Linked DNA regions of Cricetulus griseus: region 2 is linked to region 1. Evidence: chromatin contacts called from public Hi-C data. All regions are on one chromosome and are shown on one strand. The core of a region is the stretch at or near the end of the contact, and the rest is flanking DNA. Distances in the headings are between cores, read along the strand shown. Region 1 overlaps Tet3 (methylcytosine dioxygenase TET3). Region 2 holds the start of Bola3 (bolA-like protein 3).

What was found. A called contact is a pair of places that touch in the nucleus more often than the background predicts.
Region 2: a Hi-C map of liver shows a contact between it and region 1, with 1.9 times the contacts expected there. The contact joins the promoter of Bola3 here to the enhancer-like site in region 1. A contact is called at or near these places in 4 of 8 Hi-C or Micro-C datasets (the CHL-YN cell line, the CHO-K1 cell line and liver).

What each region holds. Positions count from the first base shown.
Region 1 is chr8:74,662,468-74,666,468 of CriGri-PICRH-1.0, reverse strand. The region is part of intron 2 of Tet3 (methylcytosine dioxygenase TET3); the gene reads right to left. Among named protein-coding and RNA genes, the nearest start is that of Tet3, 10 kb to the right of the region's middle. Within about 2 kb of position 1,333, at least 1 of the 6 cell types and tissues checked has open chromatin away from gene starts, as enhancers often do.
Region 2 is chr8:74,765,765-74,770,151 of CriGri-PICRH-1.0, reverse strand. It overlaps Bola3 (bolA-like protein 3), which reads left to right and starts at 1,852. Exons shown (of 3, transcript XM_035448965.1): 1 at 1,852-2,003; 2 at 3,631-3,754. The coding sequence starts at 1,950.

The DNA.
Region 1 (4,001 bases), core at 84-2,583:
AAAGACCCAGCAAGACTCTTCCCATCCTTTCACTTGAAGTGGCACACTCAAGGGCCACTATGGATAATCCCACAATGCTCCAGTCCATCTACCTCTTTAGAGCTGACAAAACTAGAGACAGGTCTCTTCCTTGCCTTGTCCTGAACAAGGCACTTCTGCACAGGGCTTTTTCTTCCTTGCTCAGTTGAAGCCCATTTCCTCCAGGAAGCCTTCTCTGGTTACCTAAGCTTGTTGGCAGTCCATAGCACTTCTAACATTTAACACCTGAGGTTTGGCTCTGCACGTGTCCTGCCTCCCCAACCACGATGGCTGGAGCCCCACCTCTCCAAAGAGCCCAACACTGAAGGCACTAGGAATTTGCTGTGAGGGGAAACCTGTGACCTCCTTCCTATTCATCACACGAAGGATGCTGCCAAAGAAACCTAACACCCCCTTCTACCCTCGGAGCCCATGTTTCCCAGTGTCCACGCATCAGTTTCCACCCAAGTAATTGCAACCCATCACACATACATCATCCTCTATATTTGAAACTCTTTGAGGTTGTCATGGGAACTGCCTTCGCCTTCATTCACTGATCAGGCCTCACAATTAGCTTTGGCAGCTGAAGTCTGTGTCAATGGCAATCACCAGGAGGAGGAAGCAGAGGAGGAGCAAAGGAAGAAAAGACACTCCTCCTTGGAGGAACAGCAGACCGAGACGCAATGAAGGTACCACTGATGTCCTGATACACAAAGAGGCAGCCCCAATACCCACCCCCTCACCTCCACTCTGACAAACACACACACTGAGCCCCTGACACCTAGTGCCACTCTGCCTGTACTCCACAAGTTCCATCAGTGGTTCTCACCCCTCCTAATGCTACAACCCTTTAACACAGATCTTCATGTTGTGGTGAGCCTCCCAAAGTTATTTTATTGCTACTTCATAGCTAATTTTGCTAATGTTATAAATCATAATGTATATGTCTGATATGCAATCCCAAGGACCACTGTCCTAGATGCTTTAGAAGGTGTTATACTGCTTCATTATGGTCACATTCAACTGTCTTTTGGACTACCAAATGTCCCAGGACCCACTCAAATAACAGGAGACTAGATGACCCTACAGGAACAAGGTGCACAGTAACTCAAATCCAGGGTGGCCTGGAAGACTGCCAAGAGTAACTAACACACATGGAATCTCCCTGAAGGATCTGTGAACACCCTCAGGTATGCCCAGCAGCCTGCCTAAGTCTTTCCACACCTCTGCATTCAGTGTCAAGTACTCCAGGAGCAGCAGGCGGGAGAGTCAGAGCCCTCCTCAATCATTTACAAGCAAACTCTCCAGACCTATTCCTTCCCTTCCCAGCTGGTCTGCAAGAGGCCCAAGAGTGACTAAGGCTAGACTCTGTCCTCAAGGAACTCCTCCCTTCTAGCTTTATAACAGCATTCTGGTTAAAAAAAGAAAAAAAAGTTTCCTTGGTCTCATGAAGGACAAAGTTAACACTGTTACCCCTCCACCCCTGGCACAGACTCGTGCCTGGCCTGTGCCAATCCTGGCAGAGGTTTGCTGGATAAGGCTAGCTAAGGTTAAAACACACCTAACCTTGATTCTGGAAACTGATGCAGCACCAGAGAAGAGCTGTACTTCTCCAGGAAGAGGGAGATTGTAGTCCTGGGACCGAGACAAGCATTCCAGAAGGTACTTGTCTTCCTTGTTCTAGCACCAGCTTTTTTCATCCTATCCCCTGACCCAACCCCCACTGCATCTCTCCTCACCCCACCCCACCCAGGCCTCAAGCAAGAGCCTGCCATTCCTCTCTTCCAAAGTGTCGGAATCATTCCTGTAATTGGGGGAACTGAGTTACCTCTATAAGGGGCACATCAATAAAAGCATAAAGACAGGCCACAACAGTCCAGTGTCTCCCCCACATGAATGACTCAGGGAACACTTTAGTCCAGTACACCTGGCCACTTGTTTTTGACCCAGCTTCTTCATACCCCTTCCTAAATCTCCCCCTGACAATCAAAAGGGGCAAAGGGGTTTAAGGATGCCCATAGTCTCACCAATGCACTTATAACTGCCAGTGGCATTCCCATCCTATTCTGAGAACCTGGAGTCACTGTGCTAACAGTAGTGGGAGGCTTGTAATCTGTCCACTAACTCCAGGGGCAAAGCAGTGCTGGAACTCCCACAAGTCAGTTCAGCAGTTTAAACAGAACAGAACCATCTGAGAACCCAGCCCACCTCTTGCATGACTTGAAGCAATCAAGCAGCCCTCAGACCTGAGTTCACCTGAAAGGCAACTGATGATCCCACATGGAGCTGCTTTTCTCAGCCCCCCACCATGTCCCACCCCTGCCTCAGTAATTAGTAAGAACTCAGGCTGTCAACTTCTTGTGCAAATGGTAGACAAGGCCACCAAAGTGGACACAGTCAAGGCAGCGGTCTTGGTCCCACACTGATCACCAGGTAGAGGCTTGTAACAACAACCCTGACAGACTCTTTAGAACAGCCAGCTGGACCAGAGTGCACAGAGATAAGGGGTCTCGTCCTCTAACATCCTCTTCCTGAGCACTCGTCTTCTTCCACAGGCAAAGAAGAGATAGAGTCTTGACATTGAAGTCCCAATACAGTCAGCCCACCTACTGCCACACTGCCTTCTCCAGGAGACAGCCTAAGGCAGAGAGGGCTGACCTTGGGTGGGACTTGTGAACAAGTGTGTGCGGACCAGAAGTTACCAGAACAAGGTCACAGAGGCTTTGATCAGGACTGGGGGGAGGGTTCCTGTGGGGAACCACACCTTACTCCCACTGTGTTCCAAAGAAACATACGGCCATGCCCTCAAGAATAAGTTCTTAGTAGGTTAGAATCTAGGAGAGCATTGTTCTCTTCTATACCATGGCTACGAGCCATGATCCCCAACCCTGAAGGCTATGAGGCTATGGTAAGGCTGGATCTGGGGACCACATAGGGACATCCATGTCCTGCTCATAGCTCTGCCCAATAGACCTTCTATAGCACTAACTTTAGAGACAGGGTATTAGTAAACAGCTGAGACTGGCCTGGAATGCATCGTGTAAGAGGCTGGACTACATAAAGAGTTAAGCCAGACTTCAACTCAAATGCTTCCTCCTTCATCTTCCCAAGTGCTGGGATTACAGGTATGAGCCACCACTTCCAGGAAAGAACATTCTTTATCTGCACTGTCCAACGAGAGCCATTAGCCATGTGCAGCTAATTAGAAGGTGGCTATTGTGCCCATTATTGTATTTCATTTTAATTTAAATAGCTGTCCATCCACATTGGATGACTCAGGTAAGTCATGCTTTTAAAATCTGGGGTGGCCATGCATAGTCTTAAGAATGTGCTAAAAACCATATATTGTCTTCCCAGAAAAGATACACTGTCACACTTTCATAAGACATTCAGCTGAACCTTTCAGGGAGCTCACAAACCTAACCTCAATCCAGACCCAAGACTAACTTCAGTTATAGAATAGCATCTAGGGCTGGGGGGTGTAGCTTGGTCATGAAGCACTTACTTGCCCAACATATTTGAGGTCTAATCCCCAGCAAGACAAAAAGTAAACAAAAGGGGGGCATGGAAGTGGTTTCATTTAGTAAAATGCTCGATGTACAAACATGAGGGCCTGAGTTTTGATCACCAGCACCTATGTAAAAGTCCAGCATAGTGTGTGCTGTAACTCCAGCCCTGGAGAGGTGGAGACAGAAGGATCCCTGAGGCTTGCTGGACACCAGTGTAGCTGAATCTGCAAACTCAGTGGAAGATAGTCTCAAAAACAAAAACAAAAAACAAAAAACAAAAAACAAAAAACAAGGTAATTAGGCTGGAAAGATGACTCAATGGTTAAGAGCACTGGCTGTCCTTGTAAAAGACAGGTTCAATTCCCAGCATCACATGGCAGCTAACAACTATCTATAACTCTAGTTCCAGGGGACCTCTTCTGGTCTCCACGCATGGATCACATGAATACATACAGGCAAAACAGCCATATACAT
Region 2 (4,387 bases), core at 603-3,102, 100 kb before region 1:
ATCATGTCCTGCAGTTAGGATTCCAGCTGGATAGGTAGGTAAGAGGAAGTCATGTGAAGGCTATTTCCTTTGTGTGATTGGGAGTATGAAGGATTTGAGACAATGGACATTTTTCTCTAAAACAGTTTGCATAGCCTCTTGGAAACTGAAGGTAAAGGGTGCACAGTGGAATACCAACAGTTCTCAGCCACAGTTATGTGGGTGATCTGTGGGATAGGATTGACAAGCAAAAGCGCCAATGTAAATGACAGAGGTAAGTATGTGACCTTACCTAGGGCACTTAGCTTCAAGTGGCAAACTTGTCTGCACTGTCTTCCAACAGGTTAGAGATGGGGGGAGGAGGGGGAGGGGAGGGAGGGAGAGATGCCTATTTGCCAGCGGTGCCAGGCTTTGTACAAGTGTAGCAATACATTGGAAAACTAATTTCTTTAGTTCCAGCCAATTCCAAGGACCATATTTCAGTGGTCTGGTTTAGATCATTTGGCCAGTCTTAAACCAATCACCATCTAGTTAGCCAGTCCCTGCTCATGTGGTTTGAATAGCAAAAAGGAGCCACTATACAGCTAGAAAACATTTTAGTTTTAATTGTGTTCTTGGCATAAATGAAGAAACTTGAAAGTCAATAAATTATCCCTAATTACACTAACCATAAATTGTAAGGAATCAAGCAGAAAAATTTGTGTATCAAGTAATCCAGAAATGAGGGCTAGAACACAGGAGTCACTCAACATTGGAATAAAATTTTTGTTTTGTTTTGAGAGAGGGTTTACGTAGTCCTAACTGTCCTGGAACTTGCTGTGTAGGCCAGGCAGGCCTTGAAGTAACAGATCCACCTGCCTATCCCTCGATAGTGCTGGGATTAAAGGTGCAATATCATGCCTGGCCTATAAATGAGCCTACTTTTAGTAGATCACTTTAAAGAACAAATCCTGGTCCAATCCACAGGGAGGTACTGATTGCCTAGGCACAAGTGCTGGGATGAAGTCCTGCAGGCTGTACCAGACTTCAGGCTGCAATTACCAGTGGAGAAACAGTTTAATGGAGCACCAGCTTTTAGTCTCTGACAGTATACCAGTTGTTTTGCTGGTGATTACTTATTCCTCATGGTGTGTGCTACCTATTCTGGTGTTTTGTTTTGAGCCAGGGTCTCGCTGTGTAGCCCTGGCAGGCCTCACACTCGATACATAGACGAGGATGACCTTGAACTCAAGAGATCTGCCTGCCTGTTTCTCCAGTGCTGGGATTAATTGGTGTGAGCCACCACATCCCATCCTATTTGGTTTTGAGACAAGGTCTCTCTAGCCCAAACTGGCCTGGGATGCCCTACTTAGTCCTGCCTAACTTTGAGCACAGAACAGCCCTGAGATTACAGATTCCATCCTAGGGTGTCTCTCCTGGAATTTGGGGAAATCCTAAACAAATTTCTGTCTTCTATCCCGTTTCTAACACACTCCATCCCCTCGCCATACCTCATCCCCACTCCTGCCCCTGGTTTAGTCCATCGCTAATCTGACCTCTGCATCAGCCTGTCCTCTCCAATTTCAATCCCTTTACAAGGCCCCCTCTTCCTCACAGGAGCCAGAGCGCTCTTTCTAAAACGCAAACCTAAGACCCCCGTTGCTTGAGAATTTCACAGAAACTCCTTTCTGGAAAGGAGCCAGTTCCCTAGAACAGTGAGGTAGGGTGTCAGGAGGGAGGACTGTCCCGTGCACCCTGGGATCTGGCTGCCGAGGTTGGGTCGGGGACACTAGTGGAAGGCGGTCTAGCGGGATGGAGGGTGCCCCGGGGCCTGCAGGTGCGGCTGGTTCTGGGTGGGGACCGCAGGGCGGGCGCGGCCTCCGGGCGGCAGGGGGCGGGCTCTCCCAGGTCGGCCGCTCCGGACGGAGTGCCGGTGTCTTTCCGGCTGCACTGTGACCTCAGGCTGCGGGCTGCGGGTTGCGTCGCCGGGCATGGCGGCATGGGGCCCGGCGTCCACTGTGCCTCTGCTCCGCGGGAGCCACGGGGTGAGCCGGCGGGGCTCGGGTGGAGCTGCGGGGGAGCTTGGGTGGCTTTTGTCTGGCTGGGGACATGGGGCGAGGCCGGGGTCCTTCCCTGCCCATTCATTCTCTCCTGACTTCTCTCAGTCGCACTGGGAGTGCTGGTGGGTGTCTGGCTCAGGTGGATGGGGGACAGGCCCACACACCGTCACAGTACAGCGAACCTGGGAAAGAAATGCTGCCTTCCGTAGCAGAAAAACGGGTGCTGTAACCCTGTCGTCCAGGCGTTGGTTGCTGGGCCCTGCAATTGCACATAGAGCAGGCCTCTCTCTGACCTTGACCCTCCATAGCCTGCAGCCTCGAGTGGGAGCCCAGCATAGAGCCAGCGAGCTCTCCTGTACGTTTTTGAGACAGAGTCTCACATTATCGCCCTGGCTAACCTAGAACTTGTGACGTTCCTCCTAACTCTTAGAATAAAGTCGTAAGCCACACTGCCCGACCGTTGTCCCTCTTTCACACTCATCTTCAGCTTTATCTCCTCCACCTCTTTATCCTCACTTGCCTGCCGTCTTGAATCTGCCTCCCATGCTGAGGAGTTGTGTTGCTCCGGGACTGTCATCGAGGGCAGGTCATCTGGGATTTAGTCAGTCTGTTGACAGGATAGTGTGCTAAGATGACAGGCTCCTCGGAGGGTTCTGCTGTGCTAGCCACTGTGCCTGCCTCTTGGTGCTTTTACGGTGTGCCCGCCATCCGGTTATGCCACCTATGCTTCTGTCTCAGGAGCAGTTCCGCCCCCAAAACCTTGCCATCACACAGCCTTGGTCTTGCTCATTTGTGCAGCACACAGACCATCTAACTCCAGACCTTTCATCCTGCCTGCAGCTCTGCTATCTCTTAGGCTTCTTGGCCTGTGTCCAGTGGTCATGCTCTCATCTGCACACTCATTGCTTCAGAGGGCCCGCCTTAGGGTCAGCTCTGGGATGCTGCTGTAGAGGCACAGACTCCATCTTGGCCTTTTAAGACCAGCCAATGAGAGCTGGGGAGAAGGCTCGGTTGGTGAAGTGGTCACAAGGATGATTTGAGTTCAGTCCCCAGGGCCCATGTGAGGCAGTGGGTAAGAGTGTTCTCTGCTTTTGCAGAGAACCCCGATTCAGTATCCAGCCTTCATGTCCATCACCTCACAACTGCCTATAACCCCCGCCCCAGGGATCTGATACCCTCATCTGGCCTCTGAAGGCACCGCAGTCATGAGCACAAACTCTTAAATACACTTGTAATCCCACTGCTGGGGAGGTGAGACAGATGGATGCCTGGGACTTGCCTGCCAGCCTAGCCCACTTGATGAGCTCCAAGCCAGTCACTGTTTGTCTCAAAAAGTAAGGTGATGTCCCTGAGAATGACCGCTGTGCTTGTCCTCCACCCACCCACCCCACCCCCGCACACATGGGCTGCTGCACACGCACAAACATAGCAGAGACCCAGGATGCGACCCTGAAAGTCTAGACCAGCACCCTGCTCTGGACCTTCAGGTGAGACCGAGCAGTGACTGGATGGCACCTTCAGCACCTACACTCACCAGCCCCAACATTTTGCCTGCCCCCACTCCAGCAGAGACCATCTCACAGTTCCACGGACCTCCTCTTTGTTGTCACAGCTTCCTCTGCTGAACTGTGTACATCGGATGTTTGCCTCCCAGACTGACGGGGAGCTCAAAGTGACCCAGGTTCTCAAAGAAAAGTTTCCTCGAGCCACAGCTATCAAAGTCACAGACATCTCAGGTGAGGCTTCCTCCCATCTTCTCCATGGGGCTTTGCTGAGGTTTTCGAGTTTTTGCCTGGGGAGAGGCTGAGGTCAAAAGGCCGGGAGGAGGGGACTTGCCATAGCGACTGCCATGTGTTGCTCTGGGCCAGTTGGAGATGGGGACTTAGAAACATCGGAGGGAAACCACAAAGACAAAGGCCTGGCTGAGAGAGCTCTGGGTTACCAGACTAGGCCTGCTTAGATGAGGCCCCACTTACTGATGAGCAAGCCTGCTCCTGTAGAGGCACCAAGAGCTCAGGACATAGTCTCTCAGTTTTGAGATGGACCTTGTAACCTGCCCACCCCAATTCTTGAATCCCTACAATGGCAGAACCAGAATGGGCCCAATGTAGGTGTGGTCAACTACCGGACTTTATCCAAGAGTCAAGCCCAAAGAAACAAGAGAGCCACAAGAAACAGGAGAGCCAGAGGCAGAATTAGGACCCAGGGCAGACTCTCCAAGCCCAGGCTGGCCCTGCTCTTCTCAGGCCACTGCTACACTTCCGGACGCCTGTCTGTTAGTCAGGACTGGGCTGGAGGTGCAGCTTCCCCACTAGAAGCAGAGGGAAGATGGGGGCCTTATCCAACACACCCAGAGAAGGACACAGGTG